2 separate regions of the Bombyx mori genome follow, and region 2 is linked to region 1. A link is a contact called in public Hi-C data. All regions are on one chromosome and are shown on one strand. Each heading gives the region's core, a stretch centred on a gene start, on an enhancer-like site or on the middle of the called end of the contact. The rest is flanking DNA. Distances are from core to core; before and after follow the strand shown. Region 1 holds the start of LOC101745636. Region 2 overlaps LOC101745785 (nostrin).

Region 1 (7,814 bases), core at 3,832-6,331:
AAGAGAACATTTATAAAGAAAATATTATTAATAGCACTTAAAATTATTTACTCATGCAATTTCTGACACTCTCCTAAATTCCTTATCTAACATTTATATCACGTTCCCACAACGACCCTGTAAGGAAAACGTTAAAACAAATTTACCTTTTCAAAAGATTAGCCATAATTGACGATCGTTACACTGAATCTAAGGTTAATCAAACATCCTTTTTTTTGCAAAATTTACAAAAAAAAAATCGCTCGCGAACAAAGCGGTCTGCGTCCGAACTAACAAGTTTTTATCTGCAAGTGTTTTATCGTGACAGATCGGAGTTTTCTCAACGTTATCATATCTGTAATCTAAGGACAACACGTCAATCAAACAGACGTCGTAGCTATCTCGTTCGAGGCGGCGATAATGAAACTCGCTTTGCAGCATCACGTGGAAAATGTATTTAATGTACCAATATGTAGATAATTTATTTCTTGTAAGCGATACACTAGTATGGGTAACCAACCTCTTGGCTGTGTTCTTACTATACCTAAACGATATCATTTATTTAGCTAAAGAGTTCATAAAGAATTGTATAGATATAGTGGATCATTAAATCATAAAAATATCACACCGCCGTTTCGTTTTTTACTGTTAAAGGACCTGGTATCAGCTGCTGATAAAGACTTAGGTTTTTCATTCTCACTGTTTTGAATATTCACAATGAAGGTTCATAACAAGTGAAATAATAATAAATATTTGCAAATTATGCGAATTTTAGTAGCGAAAGTATTTGAATTTAATTTTGCAAATTATTATTGGAACGAAGTTTCTTATGGGACGATGCGGACGGGTACCCTCCGGGAAAAAACGTCCGTAACGTAAGATTTTTATTATTTATGTATAGTCATAGTATGATGTCTAATGTATAGTCTACATGATGACGGTTATTATTATTATTCATATAAATAGCTGTTTCTTTGTATATTATTATTATATATTTTTTATAAATCATTGTGAATAAAATAAAGTTGATAACTTTGTAAAGCAGTTTTTTTTTTTCAATAAAAAACATAATAAAAAATGTGTACCCGAATAATTATTTTCTTTAGACCTCGAATAGAACTTAAAATTTATATTTTTATAATAAGGAACTTTGTTCCTATCCGATGTCACACGACACCCCGCATCTTTTTTTTTATTGCCCTTGTAGGCAGACGAGCATAATGCCCACCTGATGGTAAGTGGATACCGTCACTCATGGGCGTCAGCAATGCCAGAGACACCGCCAAGCCGCTGCCTAAGGCTCAATAGATTCAAAGGCCAGATGGTACATGGCAAAAAATTTAAAACTACACTACCTATATTTACTGAAAATCACTTTGTAATAGACAATACTTACACATCGAAAACATAATTAAATCACAATAATATTTACGGACACAAACAATTTGTATACATACACCTTAATTCTAATACCACCATTGTAAGTCATTAATCATGGCAGAAATTATTTAATACTTATTTTATTTGCGTTAAAAAGGACGTACTTATTAAAATGACCTTTACAAGTGTCAAGCGATTAACAATTATTTGCAGTGAATAGTAAAATAATCCATATTTATACACTGCATGTCACAATTTATTATCAGAACGCAAATTCATTCTAAAAAACTTCAAGAAAGTATAATAAAATATGCCAACAAACTTTATCGAATAGGTACCTACTAGTTGTTTACGGTTGAATAACAAGCAGCATTGCACGAATCTGGCTTCCCTAATAATGGACTGTACACGTCACAAGGTAAATGTGTAATAAAACGTATAAATTTTGTATACAATACAATATAATAAATACACTTCAATTATGTTTTTTTTTTATTGCTTAGATGGGTGGACGAGCTCACAGCTCACCTGGTGTTAAGTGGTTACTGGAGCCTATAGACATCCACAACGTAAATGCGCCACCCACCTTGAGATTCAAGTTCTAAGGTCTCAAGTATAACGACGGCTGCCCCACCCTTCAAACCGAAACGCATTACTGCTTCACGGCAGAAATAGGCAGGGTGGTGGTACCCACCCGCGCGGGCTCACAAGAGGTCCTACCACCAGTAATCCACTGTGTGTATTAGCGATATAAGTGATGAAGAAGGGAATAGAAAATATTTGGGAACACTTTTTTGTTTTTTTTTTTCAACGAGTGTGGAAGTACTTATTAATACTGTCGCCCACATTGGACGGCGTTGGACGCTCATTACGCAAGCTCATTTACAAAATCAACATTCGTATTGGCAACTTTTTTCTGTTTCGATCTTTATCTACCGAGAAACAAATAGTTAAAGTAGGTGGGCAAATCGTGCGGTCGAATTGTTATTACCTATTATCATTTATGTAACCGTCGTTTGTATTTGTTCGTGTTTTGGACAATGTTTTTTTAACGTTTTCCGGCCAAAATTCGTCCAAAAAGTCTATAAGAAGTATAAAAACAAGAATACACTTATAGATAAAGTTTTAGTTAATAATTCTCTAATTTCATAAAGCAATTTTGATTAACCAGGTATAAATACAAAAATAAATTACGAATAACTCTGTTAATAAATGAATCATGTAAATATGTCGAAAAGAAAAAACAAACATTTTATTTTTCATTAATAATAGATCAAGACGTTTTATGGGCTAGCGCGAGCAGATATAGCACTCATGTAGCAACCATGTATTCCACTTTAAATGTGAAATATAATTAAAACGTGAACTTCATTTCTCAATGCATGTGAGCATTTCGTATACTGGATGCAGTAATAATGTAACACCAGATAAAGTCACTCGTCTGCCCATCTGCCAGAATAAAAATAGAGAAATCTGTATTTAAGCCTACAGTACAATTAGTGGATTCCGGTACACGTTTTGGCATACAACGCACTCAATGTAGAAAAAATTAACGGACTAAATAATTGTTTTAATTGTATGTAATGAAACGGGTTCGGCTAGTGTTATTTTAGCACTATATAGGTAATATTACAATTACCTTACGACTATGTTACAAAATTTGCAGTAAAATGGCCGTATGGTTGATGTTTCAATGCGATTGAGAATTCGATCGCATACCAAAAGGCGGGTGGCGAAACTTTCATTGTCACTTTTATAGACTTCGGAAGTCGGTTGAGATTGGTAATAGCAAAAATATATAAATAGTAAAAGTACCGCATAATCCCTAGTACTGTTTTAAGTGTGTTGCGTGGGAAAGAAATACAACATTCACCTAATTATCCTCGTACATATGCAATTTCCAAAAAAATTCAACACGTTAACAATGCTAATAAGAAATTATTTTAATAATTCATTTTGTAGGTAGATTTGCCTTTTAAAATATTGAAAAATGCTTACAAAGCATTCGCAGATAGAGTGAAGGAGAAACAACAGTGTATTTCTATTTTCATAGAATTGAAATAGACATGATAATGAAACCCACACGTTCTAATTGAACACCAGCAAATTCTACTTTTAATCGTTAATGGCATTTGAAGGTTAATATAAAAATTAATAAATTACAAAGTAGGTAATGAAATTCTTGGTTACCTACTTTAGTATTAGTTACTCATTGACCTTAACCGCCATCAAAAACTATATACGACAGCAAAAAAACTTATACAATATCAGTCATATTGTCGTGCCAGTAATACCATACCATACCCATACTAAGTGATAATAATTTAGGTATATCAAAAGTTTACCTCCAAAATAATTTATTAAAAATATTAACGGGTTATTGTTTTAAATGAAATTATCTTAATATTGAATAAGTTTAATCTTTAAACGGTTCCAAATATAAATTTTACTCTGTCAGAAAAGTACGTTTTTTTCCCCTCAGTAATTTGTAATAACAATTTTACGTCATCGTTTTAATTATTCATTCCTGTCATTCATGCGCTGACATTATTCAGTTAAACTTTTAGTTTTTAGTCTCAAAATGCCATACCTATAATTTCCATTTAATGAACAGCCTTTAAAGCCTTTTTATATCGTTTAAAAAAAACTACTGATCAGAATAGTGTTTCTTTCTGATCAGTAAACTAAGTATGTATATTACTTGAAAACTAATGGTTCGTCACAAATTTTCCATCATCGAAATACACGTAATACTGTCAACAAAATAAACATTTCGCTCTTCGCCGGCGAAACAAACAAACTAAACACTCACCGAAAACAGAGCAGCCGTAATCAGAGGCAAGGTCCAACTTCAAAATCACTCACTAATAAGTTCACAAAAGGCCGGGAGTTGAAATTTTTATTGCTAATTTCACTTGTTTTTCTCGTTGAGAAAAGTAATGAATTATCGCTGCGGCTAACGAGCGAGCTGCTGATACGTGGCCGACGTCGAACGAAGCCGGACTGCGACTGAGGATGAGGAGTGTCATGGAGTGACGGTCCGCCCGCCAGTCTCGCCGTTGCGTTGGTCTCTCGAGTCTGTTAAATTCAGCGGCGCGAGACTATTCCAGTGCTCGCGGCCTGACCGATTTGATTCGCTCGCCATCTTTGTGAAAAATAGATGTCACTTATGATTTACCGTTTGTTGCATAACACTGTCCTAATTTTTTTTTTATTGCTTAGTTGTGTGGACGAGCTCACAGCCCACCTGGTGTTAAGTGGTTACTGGAGTACATGGACATCTACAACGTAAATGCGCCACCCACCTTGAGATATAAGTTGTAAGATCTCAGTACAGCTACAACGGCTGCCCTACCCTTCAAACCGAAACGCATTACTGCTTCACGGCAGAAATAGGTAGGGCGGTGGTACCTACCCGCGCGGACTCACAAGAGGTCCTACCACCAGTAATTACGCAAATTATAATTTTGCGGGTTTCACTTTTATTACACGATGTTATTCCTTCACCGTGGAAGTCAATCGTGAACATTTGTTGAGTACGTAATTCATTAGAAAAATTGGTACCCGCCTGGGATTCGAACACAGGTGCATCGCTCAACACGAATGCACCGGGCGTCTTATCTCTTAGGCCACGACGACTTCAATTTAAATTATTTAAAAGACACCCAAAAAGGTCGGTAGGTGTAATTGAAGTTCACAACGTCCAATTTTTTGAAAAGTGTTATGTCACTTCCATTAGAATAACAAATTAGGCATCGCTTTGTTAGAGATTTCGTGTCGGAATTTACTGGCTTCTCCAAACAGAAATCCTTTATTTCGTTATGGAATCTAAGGGACGACGAAAATCTTTAAAAAAAACCGGCTTGGAGACACAAGACAGTAAATATTCTAGTGCAACTAAGGCTATAAGTGATTGTGGAATCTCGAAATCGTCATCGCACACTATCTTTATGAGAAAGGTAAAGCATGGAAATGAATTCGAAAAAATTTCAAAAGAATCGAGCATTGAATCCTCAGAAAGTTACGGATGCAAACACGGTATCGAAGGGAAAAAATATTCAAAGACGGTAACACTAGAAAAAAGCTTAGCCAAACATTTGGATCCTTTCGTTTTGGGTAATTATTTATTTACAAATTTTCTTAAGAATTTTATAATATTGTAATTAATATTTATTGTAAAACTAGCTGACCAGGCAGACTTCGTACTGCCTCAATCGATAAATAAAAGACCTAAACTTTTGTATAAAATAAACTTAAAACAAACAAAAGGAATCCGTCCGACGGGGGACACATCAAAGAGAAACATCAAAATTGTTATTTTTATTTATTTCTGGGCATTTTCATATTTATCTACATTTTAAACCTTCCCTGGACTTCCACGAATAATTCAAGATCAAAATTAGCCAAACCCGTCCAGCCGTTCTCGAGTTTTAGCGAGACTAACGAACAGGATTTTACTGGTGGTAGGACCTCTTGGGAGTCCGCACGGGTAGGTACCACCACCCCGCCTATTTCCGCCGTGAAGCAGTAATGCGTTTCGGTTCGAAGGGTGGGGTAGCCGTTGTAATTATACTGAGACCTTAGAACTTATATCTCGAGGTGGGTGGCGCATTTACGTTGTAGATGTCTATGGGCTCCGGTAACCACTTAACATCAGGTGGGCTGTGAGCTCGTCCATCCATCTAAGCAATAAAAAAAAACCAAGAAATCATGTATATATATATATATATAGATTATGTGTTGCAACTAGTAGTACCTAAGCTGATACATAAAATTCAACAATCGTTGTAGTACAAAGAAAGCGTCCTACCATAAGGAAAGTAGTTATTTTAGGACACATCGCTTTCCATTGCACACTTATCCTTTTAATGAAATTAATTTCACTGGACCGTATGACCTCCAAGCGATACTATTGTTTGACGACGGTCTTACCTTTTCATTAATACAACTAGTCAGTTATTCTATTATTCTCCAAAGCGTACAAGCGCAAACGACAATCCATCTGTTTTAAAACGGTTACTAGAAACTATAGATATCGTATCGAGAATGCCGTCTTCTTTCTTGTTAAGGAATAGTTTTAATTTAGTCAGAATTTCGGCTATGCCACCATTGGGTTACATTACCGGTACACATGATTGCCTCGCTGTGCAGAAATAAACCAAAATTGGTAGTTTTTAGTAAAATGGGGAAGCTAGTCAGGTCAAGAAATTCATTATTTAACTCTGAGAAAAAATTACAACATTTATTAAATTACAATCAATGGTAATCTCCTAAGAGCAAATGAAATTAATATAATAAATTATGTGAAAATATGTTGCCTAGAATGGAATAGTCACTTTATTTGTAGCCTCTCAAAGTGCCTATAGGTACAGCGAGCAAACGAACAATGAGTGTTAAAAGACCGCATTTGACTATAGAGGTCGTATTGATTGAGGGAGGGTGCTTAGGTACGGTTCCTAACACAAAAAATATCAATTAAAACATTCTATTTTTAAGTGCATTCTTAATGTCACTATTGGGAACAAAATTTACGGCATTTTCTTAATAAACATACTCAAACTCTTAGATCCAATGGCGGTAACATTATTTTAAAATGATGATTTCTATCTTAGTTCTTGGACAAATCTCATGACAATAGTAAACATCGATCGATTAGTAATAATTATTTTTTCTAATAACTGCACTAGATCGCATGTTTTGCCTTTAAAGGTTGAAACTTGAACTCCGATAACGAAGAACCTATGAATAAACGTATAACCTTCTATTTTATATTTTCATTTTATAGTCGAGCAATGTTGGAATTAATAAAGGGCTGAGTCATTAAAATTTGTAATGGTGATATTTGATGAATTAAATATTATTTCTAGAATTTTTGGCTTAATTTCGTAAATAACGGGAGTAAATTAAAAAAATATATTTGATGTATCCTGGTACATAATTTTTTATTTATTTATTTATTTGGGGCTGCCCAAATCACTTCATGGGGCGGGAGGAGGGTGTTCGCCAAGATTCAGCCCCTGTGAGGAAAAAGTCTACTCCCGGTGTTGATGACAGGGCAATCTGAGAGGGTAAAGGCTCCACCGTAGGATACCGTTTCGACGGACGCACTGTGGAAGAGCAACACGGTCGGCAGGGTATCGCGTTCTGACCCGCCGGGCTGGGTCTAGCCCAGCGGGGTATCCCGGAAAACGAATGGCACCACTCGGGCGGCATAACAGTACTGTGCAAATCGGCCTCGTATGTCGTCGACGACCCCTTGATCGGACATCCTCGGGGTGGCACCGCGAATCTGATTGTAGTGTTGAACGCGGGAACCCCCTTACTCAGTCCGGGTTCTAAGCCTGGGTGGAGATCGGACGTCGGGCGAAAGAGTACAAGAGAAATATTTTGGTGGGTAGGCCCAAAAATCATCCTTGGACCCGCGCTTCGCTCCCAACATGGGTGGACTGTCAAGA
Region 2 (7,814 bases), core at 2,122-4,621, 51 kb before region 1:
GAGCTCGTCCACCCATCTAAGCAATAACAAAAAAAACCTTGATAATGCGCCTTTGCCAAAGGCCATTGCCGTGAACGAATTTTTGACCAAAAACTCAACAAATACCATCGAACAATCACCTTATTGATCAGATATAGCTCCAGCCGACTTCTTCTTTCTAAGCTCAAAGTAGTGTAGTCGACTTTATGATGACTTTTTTTTTTTTTTTTTGGTCAGGAGGAAATCGCCGGACTTCCGCCCTTTTCTGGGGATACTGGGCGGGGTATGTCAGAGTCGAACTGACTAAAACCTCCTGTCGCTCAACAACCAACGTCCAAACCTCGCATGAGACAGAACTCATGAAAAGGCAAAGGGGGGAAAGTGAAGTGTTTAGTGCGGAGCACATCTCTCCCATCACCCTCCCCCTCGGGACGCCGGACTGGCGGTCGTCGGCGCCACGACCACAAGCCCTCTCGGTCGGCAGACTGTCCGAAGCCCGCCTAGATGGCGCCGGTTAGAGTGGGTTACCCTACGGAATACCCCGCTGGGCCAGAACCAGCATGGGTCGAGGATAGCCGGCCTTCCATCACCCGGATGCTCTTGCGTAAAACGCGTGCAGAGCAGCTTGCACGTCGTCTTCTTAGGCCCCCCTCGCCGGTCCCCAGACCGACATGTGAGGGGGACCCGAAACACTTAGAGGGCCAGGGCTTGGGCGAGATCCGCCTCCCTGGCCCCCGCTCGACGGCGGCGGGATTGTGCGTCTCTCACGCGCCCCGCCGCCTCCTTCTGCGAGATGGTGCACTCGCAGAAGTCGAGCATCGCCTTCCACGACTCGTCGTCGCCGAGCATCGATGCCACAACACTCGGCAACGACAAGTCGGTTCCTATTTTTGCGACGAGGACACGGCGCCACCCCTCCCATGCGGGGCAGGCGACGAGCGTATGCTCTGCCGTGTCCAAGTCGCAACCACAATGGTGGCACTCTGCCGTCGGCTCGGCTCCGATCCGGTGCAGGAACTCACCGAAACAACCATGCCCAGTGAGCACCTGCGTGATCCGGAAAGTGAGGCGTCCTCTGTCACGATTCACCCAATCCACAAGGACCGGGCGAATCGCCTCGACGGTCCTACGACCAGCCGAAGGATCGGCCAGCCGTCTGGACCATGACTCCAGCACGGACCGCCGAGATTGGCCCCTCCGCGCTCTGACCACACTGGGGCTGGGACGCGCCACGCCCCGGGCACGAAGGTCAGCCCGCCACTTATAGTCAGCGGCGAGCGCCTCCGCTTCCAGAACCCAAGGCGGCGTCCCAGCCAGTACACACGCCGCCTCAAAGGAGATGGTGCGATAACCACGGATGACCCTGACCGCGATGGTGCGTTGCGGCCGTTGCAGCAGCTTCGCCACCCCCACGGCCAGGGACTGGCCCCACACGGGCGCCCCGTATAGGGCCATTGATCGCACCACCCCCGTATAGAGACGGCGCGTCACCTGGTCAGGCCCCCCGACGTTGGGCAGAAGCCGGCTTAACGCGCCGGCCACCCCCAACAAACGAGGGACCAGATTTTGAAAGTGAGCACGGAAGGTCCAACGACTGTCCAGAATGAGGCCGAGGTACTTCAACTGCACCCCGACCCCGATACGGACGCCTCCAACCACGATATGGGCATCGACAGGTGGCACTCTCCGGGGCCTGTGGAACCACATGGCCTCGGATTTACTGAGCGCCACGTCGAGGCCCAATCTCCTAATTTTGCCGACGACATGCGCCACCCCAGCCGTAGCAAGACGGGCAGACTCAGCAAAACTCCCCCCCCGGGCCACGACCAACGTGTCGTCTGCGTAACAGATAACGCTCAGGCCCGGGAGGAGGGCACCTCTCAGCACCCAGTCATACCCGATATTCCACAAAAGGGGGCCGAGCACCGACCCCTGTGGAACACCGCGCACGACCGGGAACCGGTGCAGGATCCCACCGTGTCCGGTACACGTGACCGATCTGTCCTCTAAGTAGGAACCCACCAGCCGGCGAAGGTAGGGGGGCACTCTATGTCGTTCCAGCGCCCCCCCTATCACGGACCAGGGCAGGGTGTTAAACGCATTGGCGATATCGAGCGACACCGCCAAAGCCACCCCACCCCTGGAGACGGCCTCCTCCGAGAGGGCCCGCACGCGAAGGATCGCGTCTACCGTTGAGCGGCCCTCTCGGAAGCCATACTGCTCCGCCGACAGATCGGGTCCCACCCCGACTAGATGCTGGATGATGCGGGCTGCCAGAATGCGTTCCAGCAGCTTGCCCACCTCATCCAGCAACACGATGGGACGGTACCCGGCGGCAGTATCCGCCGGGCGCCCCTCTTTTCTCAACAGCACGAGTCTGCCCGTCCTCCACGATGAAGGAAACCGTCCCGACTCGAGGCAGGAGTTGTAAAGTCTCAAGAGTCGGTCCCCTAGGGCACCAAGAGCCAAGGCCCAAACCCGGCCATGGACACCATCCGGGCCGGGTGCAGTGTCTTTATGATGACTTACTAACATTTTATGTATAATTATCACGTTGAACGCTAGACTAAAAATTATGTTAAAATTTGGTTCAGTAAGTCGCGACGGACACCCTGAGACCGCCAAAAAATTTGGGTCTAGGGGGGCCTCGACTGACACAGCGTGTCTGCCATTTGACATTTCTCTGAAAATAATGAATAGTCACTGTTTTCATAAGTCGTTTTTTAGTTCTTTCTTGACAAAGTTGGCGAAAAAACACCTCAAGGATTTTTGCACGATTCTTGTTATATTGGTACGGTAGGGGAAAGTATGCTGTGGACACATGGTGTCCGTCATAGCGTTTAGCGTGTTAATGTATTTTTGGTACTTTCTTGACATTAATAACAAAATAAATTAAAATCTAAAGATTTTTTGCAGATAATTGACTCCGAAGCGCTTAAAAAATGTAGATTAATAAATCGATAGGAATGGTTTTAATAAAATAAAAAGAGTAACAAGAACATAACAACAAATGTGTCTAAACATTCCATAGTTCGATTCTGATACCTTTAGCTAATTCTTACTATTAGTTTTAAATCGATTTTATTGTAAAAAAGAAGAAGCAGAAGTTACCAAAGAAAAACAAATAGATTTATTATTACAAACCACAAGTTAAAAATACTACAAAAAAGATTCAACTGCAACAACTATTAATATGATTAATGATTATATGTTTACGAATGATAAAATTATTAACGTCTAATTAGTAGCAAGTGCTGCTCATATGATAGCAATTGTATTGCTTGAGGCTTGTATGAAGCAAAACTTGTGGCATACGTTGAGAATAGTCTGAGAGTATTGCGTGTTTAATACGAAACGATTGGTTGGCCGTTATGTAACCGACGCAAGCGACCGTTTGCTGTACATACGTCGACACATCGCGAATTGTTGTATTAGCTCCGTTGTAATAAGCTTGTAAACAAGTTGATATCTCTTGAATTTCTTTTTTGTTACCGAGTCATTTGATTCGTAATTTTATTACGTTTATTTAGTAAAAATCCGATTTCGGAGTAGTTTCGTTTTGCTTAAGCCCGTAATTAAATTGTACTGATAATACTGGTGCTGGTATTTTATCGATGTTAGATTATTATGTTTAGTAATTACGTATTTTCGCGTTATTTAGTTTTAGTAATCTTCTTTTTGTATGACCGTTGCAATTTACAGGTTCGGGCAGACACTCGAAGTAGTTACGATAGAAATGTATTCTACTATATTTTAGGAATGTTTTTCACGTTGTAGGCATCGTGACTAAGAAAAACAATGCATACTCGGGGTCAAAGGCCTCATACAGCACAACGGACCACCACTCTTTGTTTTAGATACCACGTATTTTGTATTTTTTGTAACTCGTACGTCAATAATGTCAATATCAATAACGTCAATAATATATACTACGGTTCATTGCGATCGAATGACTGGACACGTAAAAGTGAGTAAATACAAACATTTAAACTATTCATTTTTAAACGTTAGATGAGATTTGATTAGACTTAGGTATCTCATTAAAAGTAGAAGTATTGCACATTTATCAAGAAACATGCAAACAATTTTGAATCGTAATAATCTTTAGAAGAGAAAAGATGTCACAATATCAAATGACGATGCTGTATCTACTGTACTACTAGTTACTAATAGTTGTAATTGTTTAGCTACATTACATTAGATTAATCTTAATAACCATATAAAAATAAATAATAATCCTCTATTTAACACGGATTTTGTAAATAGATCGGTAAGTTTAATTAAAACTATATTTTATAACACAAATAATACACAATAGTTTTATGCTAAAATATAGGCCAATAATTGTCAATATCGATGTATTATAATAATACACTTTAAATACTAAATACCCTTACTAAAAGCATTCGGATTTTAATTGAATAAAAATATTTGGATTCGCGCCAGAATCATTCATCAATTACACTTGAAACATCTAAAAAAGTTCAAGATACCGTGGGATTGATACCGAAATATTTCGACCGAAGTTAATTTAGGGTGTTTGGAAATCTTTAAGGGTATCATTAAAAAAACAATAACATTACATTGAGATTGCAGAAGCAGCAACAATCAGTAGGTATATTACTCCGACATACACGTAACTGACCGTAGTACCAACCGACATAGATCAATTTCATAACTGCACTCTGCAGAAACACGACCTGTCTACAGAACAGAACGAAAACTTTACGCAATTTTATTCGGCGGCATCCTAATGTATCAATGTGTGCGAAGTGCATAGCTGTGCACACGGTGAAACCCGATAATAACCGAGAAAATCGCTTCATTATAGCCTTGTGTCAAAATAATTAAGAAATACCGACTTCCTTCCTGAAGCAATGTCGGCACGTAATATAACGTAAGTGTGAATTTGAATTGCCTATTCTAACGAGACCCTGAATTAGATATGGAATTATTTTTGAACAGCTCTGTGAAGGCTGGGCGCCGCCGGGGAAATCGGTCCCGAGGATCGGTACCCGAATAACAATCGATTCACGACAACGAAAGTGTTGCAGATTGATGCGTCGTTACCACAACGCCATCGATTGACTGACTTTCACTGGATGCCAGTGACCGAAGTGACGTCATCCGCGTCATCAAATACGAAGAACTTCTTCTGATCATTCGATGAAAAAAAACCGACATTAGACGTTCGTATACCCGCAAAAAGTAGCATGCGCCGGCCACAAGAAAACCAGTTTTGTATCGTAAATATTAATGATCTAAACGGTTGGTCAGATAGAAATAGAATTCTATAATTTATCGAATGATTATCAAGTTTTAACTTTCGTTAATGTTATCGATATTAACGCAATCGTTTCATGAATTGATTCGACAAATGTTCTAACATCACGTAAGATGTGAATGACGATAATTTGATTAAATAATAAATATACGAGTGTATTTGTGTACTAAACAAGTCACTGGAATTTTTTTTAAGAGAAGTCCACAACAACCTTTTTGCGATTAATCAAAATTTGTTGTACCGGTATCTTAAATCGCACCTGTGTGTGTCAAACGAGAAAGAAATTAAATCGATAACCTTGAATCGAATAAAATTTGATTCGTCATAACGATTTCCGATTAAATATTCGACCATGTTATATTTGGCAAGCGATACAAGTGCGACGGATCAACATCGAATTATCAGATTCAGATCAATACCATGTAGATAGGTAATCGACATTTAAATGACCCTGCCGACTTGAATTGAGAATCTCATTACAAACTCGAAACTCTTAATTGGACAACGTTCTAAAATTTAAACCGTGTTGTATAATATGATTTAAAAACAAAATCTTGGATAGTTTTTGATCTTCATATTACACATTCTTGATATTATAATTTAATGCAATTACAATTTTTTTATATTAACATTTGTTTTAAATTACAGACTGCACTTTTACTTTGTGCGGTGAGTGTAGGTCAACACTATGGTATTCATATTAATCTAATTAACTATCGAAGCATGCCAAAAGAAACGGGTTTCCAAACCGGTATCAGTGAATAACCATTGTCAATACATATTGAATCTTACAGATCGAAAATATGTAACTGTTTACATTTTTTTTAAACTTATTATTTATTCCTACCCTCGATCCTTTTGTTTTGACTATAATGCAATAGGTTACATAATTATTTTGATAGATTGAGCTGATCAATCATCTAAAACAGACCACATCCTTTGTATAACAAAAAAAACTCAATGCTTACCTTACTAATTCTCGCTAATTTACTTGCTAAGCTTTGTTTGATTATTTGTTAGAAATAACTATATAAACCGGCCCTTTGACAACACAGAACCCAGGTCCACTGTTGTATCGATGACCTGAATCAAATAAATCCTAGTTTAATTCGTTGAGATCACTGTATTTCTTCATTTAGTTAACTAAGGCAGGCATCTACTAATATGATGACTCACGGCCGTGATTGGTAATCGATAAATTATCGGAAGATCATGTAATATCTGAACGATTACTAATGGTGAAATATGGTGAGTTGTGATTGTAAATCATAATTCTAGCTATTGCACCCGCAAAACAAACAGATTACTGGAAAGTATAGGCATTGTTCTCAGCACAGAAACTCATGTCACAAGTTAGCTTCGGTTATATGCTGCGGTATCAAAACTAACAATAGATTGTTTACAATTTTGTGTGCCTGTTTTTGCTATATAATAAAAATAATTATACTTCGTCTGTTTTGAGCTTCCAAATAAACTACTTTTCTCGAACGCTTTCTAAGTAGATATTGACATATCAAACACGAATAGTCGGAAGTGGTATAAAATCTTTTGTATTTTATTATTGTATTAAAATCAGGTTCCTTGCATGCATAGCCCAAAAACGTGCGATCCTCCAAACAAAGGATCAACGCTTCGAGATAGCAGACGTACTATACCAGACACAAGGAAGACAGCGATATCGCGTCGTATTAAGTTTGCCTTCTCAATAAATATTGAAATATAACGAACTTTGTTCATATTTTAGTCTGGTTTTCGTTGTTTTTTTTTTCAAATATTTAAATTCAACAACATGTATTATAATAAATACATATGGTGATTTTATAATAGTTATAATTACAAGGACGAACATCATATGTATTCGTTAGGCGTTTCAACTTATGTCATCATCATCATCATTATCCTGCCCTTCTCCCAGTCACCTGGGGTCGGCGCAACATGTTTTCTCCTTCCATAATCTTCTATCATATACCATTTCTTCGCTCACTCCCCTCCTACCCATATCGTCTTTCACACAATCCATCCATTTCTTCTTAGGTCTACCTCTTCCTCTAAATCCTTCCACATTCATAGTTAACACTCTCTTAACAACCTCATTTTCATTCCGTCTCATCACATGTCCATACCATCCCAAACATGCACTCCTCAGCTTCTCTGTCACAGGTTACACATTCAGCTTATGTATATACATATAATGTAATTGATCACCTACCATATAAAAAAAACTTTTTATCTGGGTTTGTCGTGCTATGAAAGCAGATTAGGGGGTAGTTTTAAATAAATGATGTACGTCCGGCGTAACCGGCTTTTACTAGTATTATTAAAAAGTTAGATAACATTTAAAAATGTTACTCGCCTCACATAAATATACAATTTTAAAGGTCAAACTATTAATATTCTCAGAAAAGACTTCTTCATTGTCGATTTATTGTACGGTGACAAGACAATACGCATTGAATAACAGTTGATATGATCTAATCCCAATAATTTGTATAATTTCTAAGTACCGTTGATGTATGCAAGAGAAATTTCACTTTCACTCTCATACAGATGA

Evidence for each region. A called contact is a pair of places that touch in the nucleus more often than the background predicts.
Region 2: a contact with region 1 is called in a Hi-C map of whole pupa, with 1.4 times the contacts expected there. The contact joins the enhancer-like site here to the promoter of LOC101745636 in region 1. A contact is called at or near these places in 2 of 7 Hi-C or Micro-C datasets (both in whole pupa).

The regions. Positions count from the first base shown.
Region 1 is chr1:15,328,905-15,336,718 of ASM3026992v2, reverse strand. It overlaps LOC101745636, which reads left to right and starts at 5,081. Exons shown (of 18, transcript XM_062670084.1): 1 at 5,081-5,475. The coding sequence starts at 5,181. It overlaps LOC101745785 (nostrin), which reads right to left and starts at 297. Exons shown (of 14, transcript XM_038012826.2): 1 at 147-297. The coding sequence starts at 166.
Region 2 is chr1:15,378,493-15,386,306 of ASM3026992v2, reverse strand. The region is part of intron 1 of LOC101745785 (nostrin); the gene reads right to left. Among protein-coding and RNA genes, the nearest start is that of LOC101745785, 46 kb to the right of the region's middle. Within about 2 kb of position 3,371, at least 3 of the 8 cell types and tissues checked have open chromatin away from gene starts, as enhancers often do.